2 separate regions of the Sus scrofa genome follow, and region 1 is linked to region 2. A link is a contact called in public promoter capture Hi-C data. All regions are on one chromosome and are shown on one strand. Each heading gives the region's core, a stretch centred on a gene start, on an enhancer-like site or on the middle of the called end of the contact. The rest is flanking DNA. Distances are from core to core; before and after follow the strand shown.

Region 1 (7,483 bases), core at 1,188-3,687, 160 kb before region 2:
GCAGCTTCACCTGCACTGTTGTCACTTGGCTATTGTCTGTGGCCCACGTGGCCCACTGGGAGGTTCTGGGGATGAAAGAGAGAACGTGTATGAGGGGGTGGCATTGAAACCTGTCACTACCTCCCAGCTGTCACCTCTCTGTGGTCACTCCACAGCCCCCTCCCCACCCTGGGCTCTTGAGCCCCCTTCCTGGTCCACACCCAACCCAAGTGATCCTGGGGCCTCTGAGCAGCAGGGTCTGAGGTCTCCGGGGTGGGCCCAGGGGAATGAAAGAGCTTTGGAAATGCAAAGACTTTTTCTCTCCAACTTTCATCCAAACCTTGGATTCCAAGTAAACCACAACAACTCGAGAACCAAGAAAGAAATCTTAGCTTCCTCCTTCCCAAGGAGCTGTGTCATCTGCCCCCTTTCTGAGTGCTCAAGGAGGCTGTGTCCCTGCTGGCCAGGCTGGAGCAAGCAGGGGACAGTGAAAGGAAGAAGCAGAAGGAGCCACATCAGCCAAAATGGCAAATGTGACCCCAACCCCATGCTCAGGGACATCCCACAAGTGGAGACAGAGTAGCTACTCTAAAATGCTTCTGATTTCCAGAGGGACCTAGGATTTTTTTCTTTTTTAAGACCCTCAGGGAGATCCCGCGGTGGCATAGGAGGTTAAGGATTCTCAGCTGAGACTGGGATTTGATCCCTGGCTGGGAACTTCTATATGCCTTGGGTCTGGCCAAAAAAGAACCTCAGATCTGGTTCTGCTCTCACTGGCAATGGGAAGGTAATGGGAAGGTTCTAGATCTGCAGTGGGGATGGTTATCCCTAGCCACATGTGGCTACTGAGCAATTGACATTCTTTGGGCCAGTGTGCCCGAGGAACTGACTTTTAAGTTTTATTTCATTTTAATTCATTTTAATTTAAATAACCACAGGTATCCAGCAGATACCCTAGGAGACAAGACAGCCTCGGATAAACTGGTGTGTCCAGCTGACCAACGACAACCATGGAGAGGAGGGGAGCACACAGGGAGAGGCAATTAGCAGCAGACTGGACCATAAATATAATACACTTCAATTGAGGGCCAGTGGAGGGATCAAGGGCGAAAACCTTTAGTTGCCGCCAATCCGTGGCAGCCCTCACTTTCTTCTCCATAGATAAGCCACAAAACCCAATTTGTGTGTTTACATCATAACCCCTAGGGGCTGCACATCCCAAGATCTGAACCCTCAGTGGCCTATTTCCCTTACACACTCCTCACCCCCCACAAAGCACAAGATGGGGTTGTGGGGGAGATTTCTCCGGTTTGTGTGGATCCCAAGCCAGCATCCTTCCCACCCCCTCCAGGTGCAGGCAGGTATAAGAATCCCCATCAGCATTCTGTGAATTTTGAACACAACAGGGTTTAGGGCCATGGAGATTACAAGATTAGCTCCAATATAAAACAGATTTGGAGAAAAATAAGAAAGGGAGAATGGAGGCCTCCCTAAGGTGGTGACCTCTGACCCAGAGCTGAAGGTGAGGGATCCAGTCAGTGGCAGTCAGGGGAGAGACCCTCTCTGGCCCAGGGGAGAAGAGCCAGTGTAAAGGCTCTGGGGTGGGCACAAACTTGGCGTCTCACCCCAAACTCTGGACTAACGGCTTCACATCTCAGAATCCCTCCACACACCCCACCCCTAAGTCTGACATCACCCCAGGCCTAGAGTACCCACCACTCTTTCTCTCTTGGCCTTGAACCTGAGAGAGCTGAACTAGGCCAATAGTCCCAAGGCCTTTGCAGCTCCAGCTTTTGGTTCTCAGATTCTCAGAGCCTCTGTCCCTGGGCTTGAAGAGCAGCAGGGAAAATTCGCTGATAAAATGCACAGCCCTGGGTTTGGCTCCTGGGAAGCCTGGAACTAAAAAAGTTCAGTTTTTTAATATTGAGGAAAAGGGTCTTAGTGCGTATCTAAGGACTAGAGCGAGACTGCCCTACCTAAGATCCCCCCACTTCCACTCTCAGCGCCCCACCCCACCCCCGCCTCCCAGCCACGAGTCACTCCTGGGTAAGACGAAAAAATTATAAGGCTTCTCACCAAACAAGGCAACTACAAGCCTCCCAGGCCCTCCCCAAGTTCTACCCTCTCAGACCCCCAAACCCCTTGTCCTTCTAAATATCTTTACTCCAGCCTGAACCCCAAACTACCTTGACTCTGCAAGCAACCCTTTCCTGCAGCGGGACCGCGAGGGTTAAGCTGCGGCGCCGGGCGCGCTGATTGACAGTCCGGCCGGCGGCTGGGGAGAGCCGACCAATCAGCGACGGCGACCGAGACCCACGTGGGAAAGCAGCCTAGCCATTGGCCAGCGCCGCCAGCAGCCGCCCGCGGAGCCTGAGCCCACGTGCAGCTGCTCCCTGCTCATTGACCAGCTTCCCGGTTCAGGTGGCTGCGGGCCGGGGCGGGGCTGGGGCGGGCCGGGGTGGGGCCCGATGGGTCAATTGGCCCCGGGGGATGGGAGGAGGCGCTTCCAGTCTGCCTGAACTTGGCCGACCCTCGCGGCATCTTCCTGGCACCTCACGGGCCACGATCTTGAGGGAGGCGAGTAGACCCGCCGGTCTCCTGGAGGACCTCAGGGTCCCTGGGCTGGGGAGGAGGCTGGAGGGATGCTGAGGGGTAGAAGCGAAGTGAAGAAGGGTTAGGCTTGCTGCTACAGGAGTGATTGGAGTAGAGCGAAGTCTCTTTCCTCCTGAGAAATTTCTCCTAATGCACCTGGCCAACTCTTACTCATCCGTCAAAACCCCTTTCCAAATTATGTTCTCCCGTACTTTAAGAAGTTGTCTCAAAACTAAGATTGAGCTTTGGCATCCTTCTCTGGGTTTCCTCCCACCCTGACTGCTCCTGGCGGGGTGTGTAGGTGTTCAGAACCATACCCCCCCCACCACCTCATAAGGTGAGGTCCTAGGGTCCCCATCACTAATTAACACAGCTGGAAGCAACAGCGGGGTAGATGAGTGAATGTAGGATGTAGGGAATGCTGTGGAATACCGCAGGCAGGGAGGGGACTGGGGACTCAGGACTGGGTCCTGGCAGGGGTGGGTGGGAGGCCGAGGGTGGGGTAGAGCTGCTTCTGTCCCTGCCACTGCCCAGCCTTCTGTGTTCATGATCTTCTGTCTTGTTACTTTTATTAGAGTCCCTGGCTAAAGTCTTTGTGACTTCTGCCTGAAGATGACCTCTCGGGGCCATCGCAGCCCCCACGAGCACCTTCAAAAGATGGTGAGGCCTCCAGGAACTTTGGTGAGGAGGGCCTGGCTTGGCATTAGCCCCTGGGGGAGAGGGGGTAAGAGGTTGGGGGCTGGGCTCAAATCTAGTTCTCCTGCTCCTGAGAGAGGAAGAGATGTAGGCCTGTCTTGCCAGGCCTTAAGCTGGGGACACCAACCCATCATGGTTTAAGATATTTATTTATTTAGTCCTTTTAGGGCTGAACCCATGACATATGGAGGTCCCCAGGCTATGGGTCCAATCGGAGCTGCAGCTGCTGGCCTACATTGCAGCCATAGCCACAAAAACACAGGATCCAAGCTGAGTCCGCCACCTACACCTCAGCTCATGGCAATGCCAGATCCTTAACCCACTGAGCAAGGCCAGAGATCGAACCCAAATCCTCACGGATACTAGTCAGATTCCTTTCCTCTGCACCACAATGAGAAATCCTCAGTTAATATTTTATGAACCAAAAAAAAAAAAAAAAAAAAAACCTCCCCCCATTCCTTCCTAAAAGACTATTTCTAAGCTTAGGCCGGGGGCAGGCAAACTTCTCTAAAGGGCCAGAGAGTAAATATTTTCAACTTTAGGCCAAGAAGCAAAATGGAAGATGCCTGTGGGTACTTAAGTAATAAGAGAGCAAGCCAGTTATCTTCAGGTCTCAGGAAGTCCCACCCCTCCCTCCTGGGAACTGATGACCTGATTGCTGGGATACTGGGAGCCTGTGGGTCTTGTTTATCCCTCTTTCAATCTCTCCAGGCTCATCCTGAGGCCAGCCTTCCAGCCCTGAACTACCAGGAGGTTCTGGATCAACTCAAGCAGCAGTTCCCCAGGTGAGGGCCATTCTCGGCAGCTGGAGCCTGGCTGTGGCCCCAAGTCCCACTGAGGAAAAAAATCCCACTTGGTGTCTCATTGGCCTAAAAGTCAGAACAATTAAAAGGAAGGGAGTGGGGGGAGGAAGCATATTGGAGGCCGAAGCAAAAAGGAAGGAAAACCGGTAAAAACCAACCTGGCTTGCATTTAAATGTTTGATTTATTTTGTCATTTAGTGTGAATTTGCTTGCATTCAATTGTATATTTGAAGGAGTTCCCATTGTGGCTCAGCGGTAATGAGCCCGACTGTTATCCATGCGAATGCAGGTTGGATCCCTGGCTTCGCTCAGTGAGTTAAAGATCCTGCATTGCATGAACTGTGGCTCGGATCTGGTGTCGCTGTGGCTGTGGTGTAGGCCAGCAGCTGCAGCTCGGATTCAACCCCTAATCTGGGAAATTCCATGTGCTGTAATGCAGGTGCAGCCCTAAAAAGGAAGGGAAAAAAACAAACAAAATGCATTAAGGAGTTCCCCTGATGGCTCAGCAGTTGAGGATCCAATGTTGTAACCAATGCGGCACTGGTTCGATCCCTGGCCTGGGAACTTCCACATGCCACATGTAGCCAAAAAAAAGAACATGAAAACCAGATTCATCTTGACACTGCCTTCAACGTGGCACCAAAAAAAAAAAAAAAAAAAAAAGGGGGGGGGGAGTTCCTGCTGTGGCGCATCAGGATGGCCAGCATCTTGGGAGCACAGGGACGCAGGTCTGAGCCCCAGCTCAGCACAGTGGTTTAAGGATCCAGCCTTGTCGCAGCTGCAGCTTAGATTTGATCCCTGGCCTGGGGGAACTCCATATGCCCTGGGACAGCCGGAAAAAAAAAAAAAGAAATGGCACCTAGAAGGGACTAGCTCACTTCCTGAAACAGCCCTGCTAGGGGGCTGGGGACAGGGCTCATGCTGGGGAAGGGTTTTGAGGAATCTGGTCTGTCTTTCTTGGCAGGTTCCCCACTCACTTGACATCACAGATGAACAGCGCTTACTACCTGGTGAGCCCCGCCCCTCCGCCCACCCCCATCAGGCAGCTCCTCTCCTGGAAAGGGAAAGGGCTGTTCTGTTTGGCCTCAGGAGTCAGCTTTGGGGACACCTGCTCCTCTACTTTGCTTACTTTAGACAACTGAGGCAACTCACTGAGCCCAAGCTTCCTGTGAGTTTTTCTTAATAAAATATGGAAAACAAGTAATTGCATATTTAAATTAAGGAGATATTTCTTTGGCTCAGTGAGTCAGGAGTATAAGACATGACTGGAGTCCCTGTCCTTCAAAAGTGTATGTCCTAGTGTGTGCTGTCTTCTAGAACTTTCCATGAAGATAGAAATGTTCTCTATCAACAGGGTCCCATATGGCACCCACTAGCCACATGTGGCTCCTAAGCACTGGTAAGGAGCTGAATTTAACTTGATCAAAAGTTAGAGCCACACTTGACTAGTGGCTACTTCACTGGACCAGTCAGCTCTAAAGGAAGGAGAGAAACAGATAAGCAAACAGGGAAATGAGAGTCACAAAATATCAGCATCAAGAAAGCAGAAGGAGATCCCATTCGTGGCTCATTGGTTAATGATTAGTATCCATGAGGATGCGGGTTCAATCCCTGACCTCGCTCAGTGGGTTAAGGATCTGGTGTTGCCGTGAGCTGTGGTGCAGGTCATAGACGTGGCTCAGATCCCACAGATGTGGGATGTGGCCCCAAAAAGACAAAAATACGGAAAAAAAAAAAAAAACACAGAAGGTGAAGGGGTGAAAGTGAGTAAAGATTTTGAGCTAAGGTGGGAGTTCCTGTTGTGGCTCAGCAGGTTACAAACCCAACTGGTATCCAAGAGGATGTGGGTTTGATCCCTGGCCTCACTCAGTGGGCCAAGGATCCTGCATTGCCATGAGCTGTGGTGTAGGTTGCAGACTCAGCTTGGATCCCGCATTGCTGTGGCTGTGGTGTCGGCCAGCAGCTGCAGCTCTGATTGCTTCAGTCCCCAGCCTGGGAACTTCTATATGCCAAAGGTGCGGCCCTAAAAAAAGCAGAAGGAAAAAAAAAAAAAAAGATTTTGAGCTAAGGTAATCAGGAAGGGCCTCTCAAAGGAAGTGATGTTTGTGATGAGACATGGAAGATAAGGAGTTCCTGCCACCCTAGAGAGAACAGGGAAGGTTGTTTCAGGCAGAAGGCGCAGCACACGCAAAGATCCTGGGGCGAGACCAGGCCTGCATTGTTGGAGGAAGAGTGAGTGGCTGGATCAGAGTGAGCAAGAGGGAGGTGGGGAGGGCAGGGAGGGGGTAGGGGTAGGCCATGCCCCCCTTTGACCTTCACTTCATATCTGGAGTGAAAGCCAGGGGTCTCCCTGATTACAGCCCAGTCTGAGTGAGGTAGGCGGTATCCCATTTGATGAGAGTAGGGACAAGAGAGGTAGCACGACTTCCCTAGGGTCACACAGCTGAGGAGAAGCACACACAGCATTCAGTTCTGCACTCTAGCCCATTTGTATCGACCACCTCCCCGTGTGATTGCCATTGCTCCTTTGCAGTTCCAGAAGATCCGGCAGGGGCTCCAGGAACATCACAAGCAGGTGAATGAGGGACCAGGAGCTTGGGATGGGGCTGCCCCTCTTTTGCAAGGCAGGAGAAAGGGGGAGAGAGGGAGGAAGGGAGGGGACAGGGAAGGTTGCAAGGGGCCTTGGGGGCCATGGGAGGACCTGGGCTTTTACCCTGAGGGAGGTGAGAGCCTTGGAGGGCTGGGGACCAAGGGGGCTCTGAGGTGGGCCCGCCCTCCCCCGCATCTCAGGAGTGCATCCCCATTCCCAGTCAGTGCATCCCCCCACTGGTTCTTGCGTGGCTGGACGAGAACAGGGGCCTGTCAGCAGGTTGCGGGTTAGTTGCCTCTGCTAGGAAGGGGCCGTTTGTTATATGCCAGGCTTAGCCGGATGCGGTCTCCATGTGTCTGAGGTTCTCAAGGGCCTGGCTCACACTCGAGGTTGGGTGGGGGAGCAGGCCTGCACGGGGGCCCAGCTCCCAGCACAGGGCGCCTTGCCCAAGCTGAAGCACAGCTTCCACCCCTGCCTGTCCTCCCGCCACCTGGCCCCTTCTCCTGGGTACTGGCGGGACTTTCTGCCTGTGCCAGATGTGACTGGCGGAGGGCCAGGGCCGTGTCTGCGACTTAGCAGGGCCTGGGGTGGGGAGCTCAGGGAACAGAGAAAGACAGATCCAGAGCCTGGGGCGAGGGCGGGGAGGGGGGGTGGCGCTGAGACTGCGGCAGAGTGGGGGGTGGGGAGCAGGAAGCAACCAGAACACGGTTATTCATTCAACAGATATTTATCCATCACCTTCTTGCCAAGTGCTGTTGTAGGCGCCAGGGAAATAGCAAAGGAGAACACAGGCAAACCGCTGCCCTTGGGGTGAGAGGAGCTT
Region 2 (7,262 bases), core at 3,439-5,938:
CCTCCTGGCCTCATTCAGGGAATCTCACCCACACCTGTAGAGTTCCCTTTAGCACTAACTGCCTCACCCTTCCCCATCTGTAAAATGGGCTGATAGGGGACAGACCCCCCCCACCACAGGAGGCTGTCAGTTACTCGTTCAGGGCTCTTGCGGCAGCACATGGCATCAGGGTGTGCAACCAAATGTCCATCGATGGAGGGAATGTTTACATCTGTGCCATCCAGCATGGGACCCCCACATGGCTACTGAGCCCTTGATAAATGTCCAGTGCTACTGAAGAACTGAACTTGGACTCCATTTGCATTTGAATGGCCCGTGAGACTCCAGGCAGCAGTACAGGACAGTGTAGGGGTTCACCCTCCATATGTAGCCACCTTTGGCTGGTAGGAAGTTCTCTGTCTTCATCCTCCCAGCCAAGACAGTGGCCTCCGATTCTCCTCTGCAGGATGGAGGATGCGGCGATGGGAAAGCATTTTCCTGTGCTGTCCAGGAAAGCAGGCATTAGCCACATGTGGCTACTTAAAATGAATTAAAATGTATTTTAAAAGTTCAGTTTCTTGGTGCATTTCTCGGGGCTGCCATACCAAATACCACAGACCGGGGTGTGTGTGGGGGGGCTTCAACAACACATTGATTCTCTCTTGGTTCTGGAGGCTGGGAGTCTGAGATCAAGGTGCTGGCAAGGTTGGTTCCTTCTGGGACCGTGAGGAGGGACTGTGCCAGGCCTCTCTCCTAGATCCTGGTGCTTTGCCGGCAATCTTTGACGTCCTTTGGCTTGGAGACACATCATCCCATCTCTGCCTCCATCTTCACGTGGACTCTTCCTGTATGCGCATCTGAGTCTAAATTTCCCCTTTTTATTTTTTTAATTTTTCGTTTCATTTATTTTTTTTTTTTAGGGCTGCACCTGTGGCATATGGAAGTTTCCAGCCTAGAGCTACAGCTGCTAGCCTAAGCCACAACCACAGCAACACCAGATCTGAGCTGCATCTGTGACCTACACCACAGCTTGCAGCAACGCCAGATCCTTAACCACTGATGGAGGCCAGGGATCGAACCCGAATCCTTGTAGACACTATGTCCAGTTCTTAACCTGCTGAGCCACAATGGGAACTCCAAATTTCCCCTTTGGTCACCCTATTCCATTGTGAGTCATCTTAACTAATTATACCTGTAACAATCCTAGTTCCCAAATAAGGTCTTAGGAGGTTAGGATTTCAAGACATGAATTTTTTGGGGGAAACGCAATTCAGCCTGTAACCCTCGGTCACACTAGCTACATTTCAAGTGCTCAATGGGACTAGTGGCTTGTGGCTATTGTTTTGGACAGTGTAGACACAGGACATTTCCACCATCAGAACAGAAAGTTCTGTTGGCCAGGCTGGAAAAAGTTCCAAGCATATATCAGATGCAGAATAAGCTGAGGTACCTCTTACCTTTACCTGACTCCTGGTGTGTTTATCTGGGACGGTGGCAGGCAGGGTGTGGGGTCTTGGTGAAATCTGGCATGAGTGAAGTCTGGACCTCCTTGAATCCTGTATCCCAGGCCTGTGTAAGCTGGTCCCGTGGCCCCCTCTGCCCTCTGGCGTGTCATATTTTGCCGTGTCTGAGTTGGACTGTTAGTTGCTCCCTTCTCTCTTTTTTTTTTTTTTTTTGTCTCATTTTAGGGCTGCACCCTCAACATATGGAAGTTCCCAGCTTGGGGTCCAATCGGAGCTGTAGCTGCTGGCCTACACCACAGCCACGGCAACAACAGATCTGAACCACATCTGCAACCTACACCACAGCTCACGGCAATGCTGTATCCTTAATCCACTGAGCAAGGCCAGGGATTGAACCTGCATTCTCATGGATGCTAGTCACATTTGTTTCCGCTGAACCACGATGGGAACTCCTGTTGCTACCTTCTGTCTGGGGCCTTTGCACCTGCCTTTGTTGCTCCCACTAGAGTGGTCTGCCTGGCACTTGCCCTGACCATCCTTCAGTTCTCAACTTTAACATCACCTCCTCCAGGAAGTCTCCTTGATTTTTCCTCCTCTCTAGCCCTCTTCTGGGCTCCTACAGCTGCCTGTGCATCCCCATCATAGCTCCAATCACCCCCTGGTCACACATCCACCTTCTCCCCTGGACTTTGGGCTCTGTGAGAGTGGAAATAGTGACAGTGTCTAGGTCAGCACAGGGCCCAGCGGACAGTAGGTGCTCCATGATCTGGGGCTCTGAGAGAACTGGACTCAGCAGCACTCCTTCCACTGAGCCTTGGAAGCCTCTCCCCTTCCTTATTCTCAACCCACCTCCCTGACTGTGGTGGCACTGTCCCCATGAATCCTGACTTCTGCTCGTTAGGTGGCTCAGGTGTCTGTAACTCATTTCCATTCTCCAGCTCTGCCACACACTACAGGCTTCAGTTTCCTCATCTGTAAAATGAGGATATTGATATCCCCTGCCGTCCAGGGATATTGATAAGCAAGGAGTATAAAGGCCCTCAAACTATTATGTGTATGTTTTTAAATGACAAATAACAACAAAGCCTTATATATCACTCAACAATATTCTTGTCACTTTTGTATTAACTCATTTAATTCTTGCAAAACCTCCAGGAGGCAGACATCATCATTAACTTCAGTTTGCAGATGGTGAAACCAATGCCCAGAGAGGTTAGATAACTTACACAAAGTCACACAGCTGGGAAGAGGCAGAGATGGGAGTCAAACCCAGGCAGGTGACTTCTTGATCCCTGCTTGTTACTGCCTCTTTGATGAATGAATGAATGAATAAATACCAGTTCCTTCCCTCTTTGGAAAACTCAGAACAAATGTTCCATTTCATCCTTTGGGCTGTCCTAGGTTTCATATCCACAAAGCAGGATTAATTGAATCTTATTTTACAGACAGAAAAAACCAAGGGTCAGGAGAGGAGGCAGCATGAACAGCTCTCGAGTCGAATTCCTGCTATCTGAGCCAAGTTCAGGCTGTTTTCTTTCTCTAATTCTGGGTGAGTGTGTGTGTGCGTGTGTGTGAGAGACGCATGTGCATGTCTTGCCTGTTCATAGCCTGGAGTGGAAGAATAGGGTTGGATGGAGAAGCAGGTAATAAACATTTGCTGCTGAGGATTATGTGGGCCAGAATGAGTTCTCATCCCTTTCCCAGCCCTACCGGGCCGCTCATTACTCCTGGTGCCTAGGACCTCCCTGGAGAGGCCTCGGGATGGCCAGAAGCAGGGGACATAGCTGGGAGGGCTGGGCTGGTGTGTTGGGGTGTTCATGACTCTTTCATTCACTCACGCAACCACTGTGTGTCAGGCTCTGTTCTGGACACTGGAGTTCCAGCGAAAAATAACCTGGTGCCTGCCCACATAACGGTCACAGTTTGGTAGGGTTGACAAGCCTCAAACTAAGAGATGCCCATCATTTCAGTAAGGAGCTAGCCATGCAGAAAGGTGGGGTGGGGGAGGGGCGTGAGTGTTTCGCAGGGATAGCAGATGCAGCAGCTCTGAGGCTGCACAAGCTTGGTGCTTTCTCCTAATACCAACACTTATTGAGCATTTCACGTCTGCCTTGCTTTTTCCAAGTCGGTTCACGTGGATTATCTTATTGAATCTTTACACACCCCTGGGGAGCCCAAGAAGAGTGTTTGATGATCATATTTGGCAGCTGAGGAAAAAGAGGGTCAGAGAGGTGAAGCAACATGCCCAAGGTCACACAGCCTGGGAAGTGGATGAGCTGGGACTTGAACCCATGCTATTAATCAGCATAACTGCCACTTCTCCCTTGGGTAGGAGGGAGGGCCCAATTCCTTTGGCAACAGTATCAGAGTCTGGGGGCTAGGGCCAGTGTGCTCTGCACCCTGTGGCCTCGGTCTTCCCATCTGTACAAGAGGGTGTGAATTACTAATGCTCTTCAACGCCTCCAGGGACCCTGAGACAATTGGATTCTTAGGGTGCCCAGATAAGAAAATACAAATCTGAGACACCCAGTGAAATTTGAATTTCTAACACTAAACTTTTTTTTTTTTTTAATATGAGAATGTCCCCAATATAAATAAGCATAAGCACAAAATAATTATCTCTCCAATCTTGGCACAACGCCTGGCTCCTGACTACAAGTCCCACAATCCATTGCGACATCCCTTAGGAACCTTCTATCAGGATTTCTTTATTCTATTTCATTCATTTATCCAAAAATTATATAAACCATCCACTGTGTGCTAGACCCTGTGTTACGTTATGAGGTATAAATCAGTGCACAAAGCAGACAAAATTCTTTGTCCTTATGTAGTTTAACATCTATATTCTTTGGGAATTTTAAGTGATTTTTCTCCAACTTCTGTCTAAAAGACTCCAGCTCCCATGACCCCTTGCGCTTGCTCAATTAGACTACAATTCCCAGGAGACCTAGAGTATCACGTTCCACTCCCCCCCGCCCCCCGTCCCCAATTGCTTCCAAACTTACTTCCGGGTCGCGAGGTCACATCCTGCAACACACCCCCTTCCCTCCTCTTTTCCCAAAGTAAAGCAGAATTTCAGTAAGTTCCACTGCTAATAGCATTTTTAAAGTCTCTGTAGCTTCTGGCTTGGAGTTTATGTGAAACTTTAGCCAAACGGTCCCCTTCACCCTTCGCCATCTGGAAGTAACGGAATGGGCCTACGATTCCCAGATGCCTCCGCGCGCGCCTGGAGAACTACAACTTCCAGTCGGCAGGGCGGCGGGCATGTAGCCCTCAGCGGTGCCCTCAGGACCCCGAAGCGGATGCAGGCTGCCCGGCACGGCGCCCGCAGGACCCCGGCGCCTACCCATGCCGAGGTGAGTCCGCGGGAGTCGCCGCTGTCGCCGTCCCGTCCCCGCCGCCGCCCCGCGCGGCCCCGCCGCCGGCCAGGATGTTGGAGGAAGCGGGCGAGGTGCTGGAGAACATGCTGAAGGCGTCGTGCCTGCCACTTGGCTTCATCGTTTTCCTGCCCGCCGTGCTGCTGCTCGTGGCGCCGCCGCTGCCAGCCGCCGACGCGGCGCACGAGTTTACCGTGTACCGCATGCAGCAGTACGACCTGCAGGGACAGCCCTATGGTACGTGGACCCGGGCCCCTCATCTCCCCACGGAGTCCGGCTCTCCTCCTGGGCCCCTGGCCTACCCCGGCTTTGCCTACCCCAACCTGCTTTCCCACTCAGACTCCCCCTTTACTGGGGCCCTGGCCTACTCCAGCCGGGATACCTCTCTCCCTTGGTTTGGTCTCTGCTCTTCGGGCCCTAGGACCCGTCTCTCCCACCTGTCTAGCAGGAGTCCAAGCGCAGACCTCACTTGGTCTCTAGACTCTTACCCAAGACCCCTGGCAAGTCAGAGCCTGAACACCTAGATCCACGCTAGGCCCCCAGCTCTCTCTGCCTAATGCCCCAGGAACCTGCTGCACTGGCACTCCCAGCTCCCCGGCCCCGACAAGGGCTATATGCTCCAGAAGTCAGAGCTCTTACTCTCAGGCCAGGCTCCTCCTGCGTTTGGACTCCTGGGTCCCCTCTCTCTCTGATTCCCACGTGGACCAGAGCTCCAACCTTTGACCTACTTGACTTGGACTGGAGCCTCTCAGCTCGGTTCTGCCAGGCTGAGCTTCCCAACCATCCATAGCCCAGAGCACCCTGGTGCTCTTTGTCCAGTGCCCACATTCTGCCCCCCTTAGGGCTCAAGAGCTCTGATCGCCAACCTCAGCGTGGCCCGGTGTCCAGGTCTCTCTCTCCTAGGCTCTGCTTCCTGGTCGCAGCTTATGTGTCAGGTTCCTCAGAAGGGCTTAGCTAATCCCTCCGCCCCCACCCCCTTTCAGTCCCTTGTGTTTGGGCTCCTGAAATCTCCTAGACCCCATATTTTGTTCTCTCCTTTGGTGCATACCCATCTGTCGGCTTCCTGGGACACTCCCGCTCCTTCCCAGGATTTCAGACGCAGAGGCCTAGATCCTACTCCCCAGCCCTGTTCCCTCATCTCTCAGACCTCGTTGCCCAGCTCATTTTAAATTCCCCTCTCTTTTCCCAGCTTTGCTGTATCTGGTGTTCCAGAACCTTCCGGCCTGGTGTCTTAGGTCCCCACAAGTTAACGCCTGCCCTCCCTATGAGGAAACCCCCTCCCCATTCCTCCTGGTCCTGGTTCATCTCTGAGCCCTGGTTCTATTGGACTTGCCCCTGCAATTGGGACCTTAGGCCCAGCCTGGACCCCCTGCCACTGCCGGGCCCTTGAGGGGCCCCGGTTTCTTGGGACTTTCTCTCAGATCCTTCCCTGTCCCAGAGTTATGTCATTTCTGTTTAGTGCAATGATTGTCAACCTACGGGTCACTGAGTGATGACTGTTGTTGTCATGGAGGGGGGCCTCTGGCATTGAGTGGATGGGGCCAGGAAGGGTGCTCCACCCCACACAGTGCCCAGGATGGCTCCCCCACAGAATGGTCTGGGCTGGAATGTCAGCAGTGCCAAGAGGGGGCTTACAGTGATGGCTCTAGACCCGAGGCCCCAGGCTCCTAACCAGTGGGTTAGAAAGCCAGGAGCCCTAACGTGTGGTCCGTCTGTATGCATTGTTGGCATCCTCCTGAGGAGACAGTGCTGTCACGGCAGTGCTGTCGCAGGTGGCCACTGAAGATGTAGTTCATGCAACGGAGGAAAGGGATCTTCAGCGTTATTTAATTGTAATGAGCTGCTGTCCTGGTCTGGACAATCCTGAAATCCAGCAGGTCCAGATCCTGGAACTCTCCAGGAGGAGTTGCCCGCCGTTCCCTCACCTCATCAATCTGGCCTGCCTGCTGGGTGGCCCACTCTCCCCTCTGCAGATGGGTACTTCAGACTAGTGTCCTCCTTGAGAACCCTCTCTGCTTTCTCCCTGCCCTCCTCCCTCCCCTGTTCTGCCTCTCCTGCTGAGAAGCTGGGGATATGCTGGGGACAGAGGGAGCCCCTGGCTCTGCCGGTGGTGGAAGCTTTGAGAGTTGACCTGCTGGGTCATTGCTGATTGCAGAGTCCCCAGTGTCACCGCGCACACCCTTGCTCCCCGCCCCGCCTCCTGGTGCAACCCTTGCTGGGCCTCCTTTCCCAATTTCCTGTTCGCTCCTGTTGAGAAACAGGCGGGCGGGCTGCTGGGAAGGAGAGGCGTGTGCTCTTTGAGCTGGGGTGTGAGCTGGGCCCTGGGGTGTGACCTCATCCCCCCCCCCCTGCCCCGGACTCTGGCCCTGCTAGGGTGGCCTGCTTGTGCCCATCTCACTTGGTCCACATTGAAACAGGTCCTGGGAGGTGGGGATGTAACCAA

The links. Promoter capture Hi-C pulls out the DNA fragments that hold promoters and counts their contacts.
Region 1: a contact with region 2 is called in a promoter capture Hi-C map of skeletal muscle, with 4 times the contacts expected there. The contact joins the promoter of TLE6 here to the promoter of NCLN in region 2. A contact is called at or near these places in 4 of 5 promoter capture datasets (fetal liver, liver and skeletal muscle), 22 of 47 Hi-C or Micro-C datasets (alveolar macrophages, blood, brain and 13 more) and 2 of 2 datasets of contacts at active chromatin or transcription factors (alveolar macrophages and skeletal muscle).

Annotation. Positions count from the first base shown.
Region 1 is chr2:75,545,630-75,553,112 of Sscrofa11.1, reverse strand. It overlaps TLE6 (transducin-like enhancer protein 6), which reads left to right and starts at 2,437. Exons shown (of 15, transcript XM_021084155.1): 1 at 2,437-2,556; 2 at 3,147-3,252; 3 at 3,979-4,052; 4 at 5,035-5,080; 5 at 6,604-6,645. The coding sequence starts at 3,184. LOC110259369 (a long non-coding RNA gene) reads right to left here and starts at 2,394. Exons shown (of 5, transcript XR_002341701.1): 1 at 2,166-2,394; 2 at 1,696-1,878; 3 at 1-65.
Region 2 is chr2:75,388,027-75,395,288 of Sscrofa11.1, reverse strand. It overlaps NCLN (nicalin), which reads left to right and starts at 4,688. Exons shown (of 14, transcript XM_021084134.1): 1 at 4,688-5,056. The coding sequence starts at 4,873. It overlaps S1PR4 (sphingosine 1-phosphate receptor 4), which reads left to right. Exons shown (of 2, transcript XM_021084143.1): 2 at 1-552.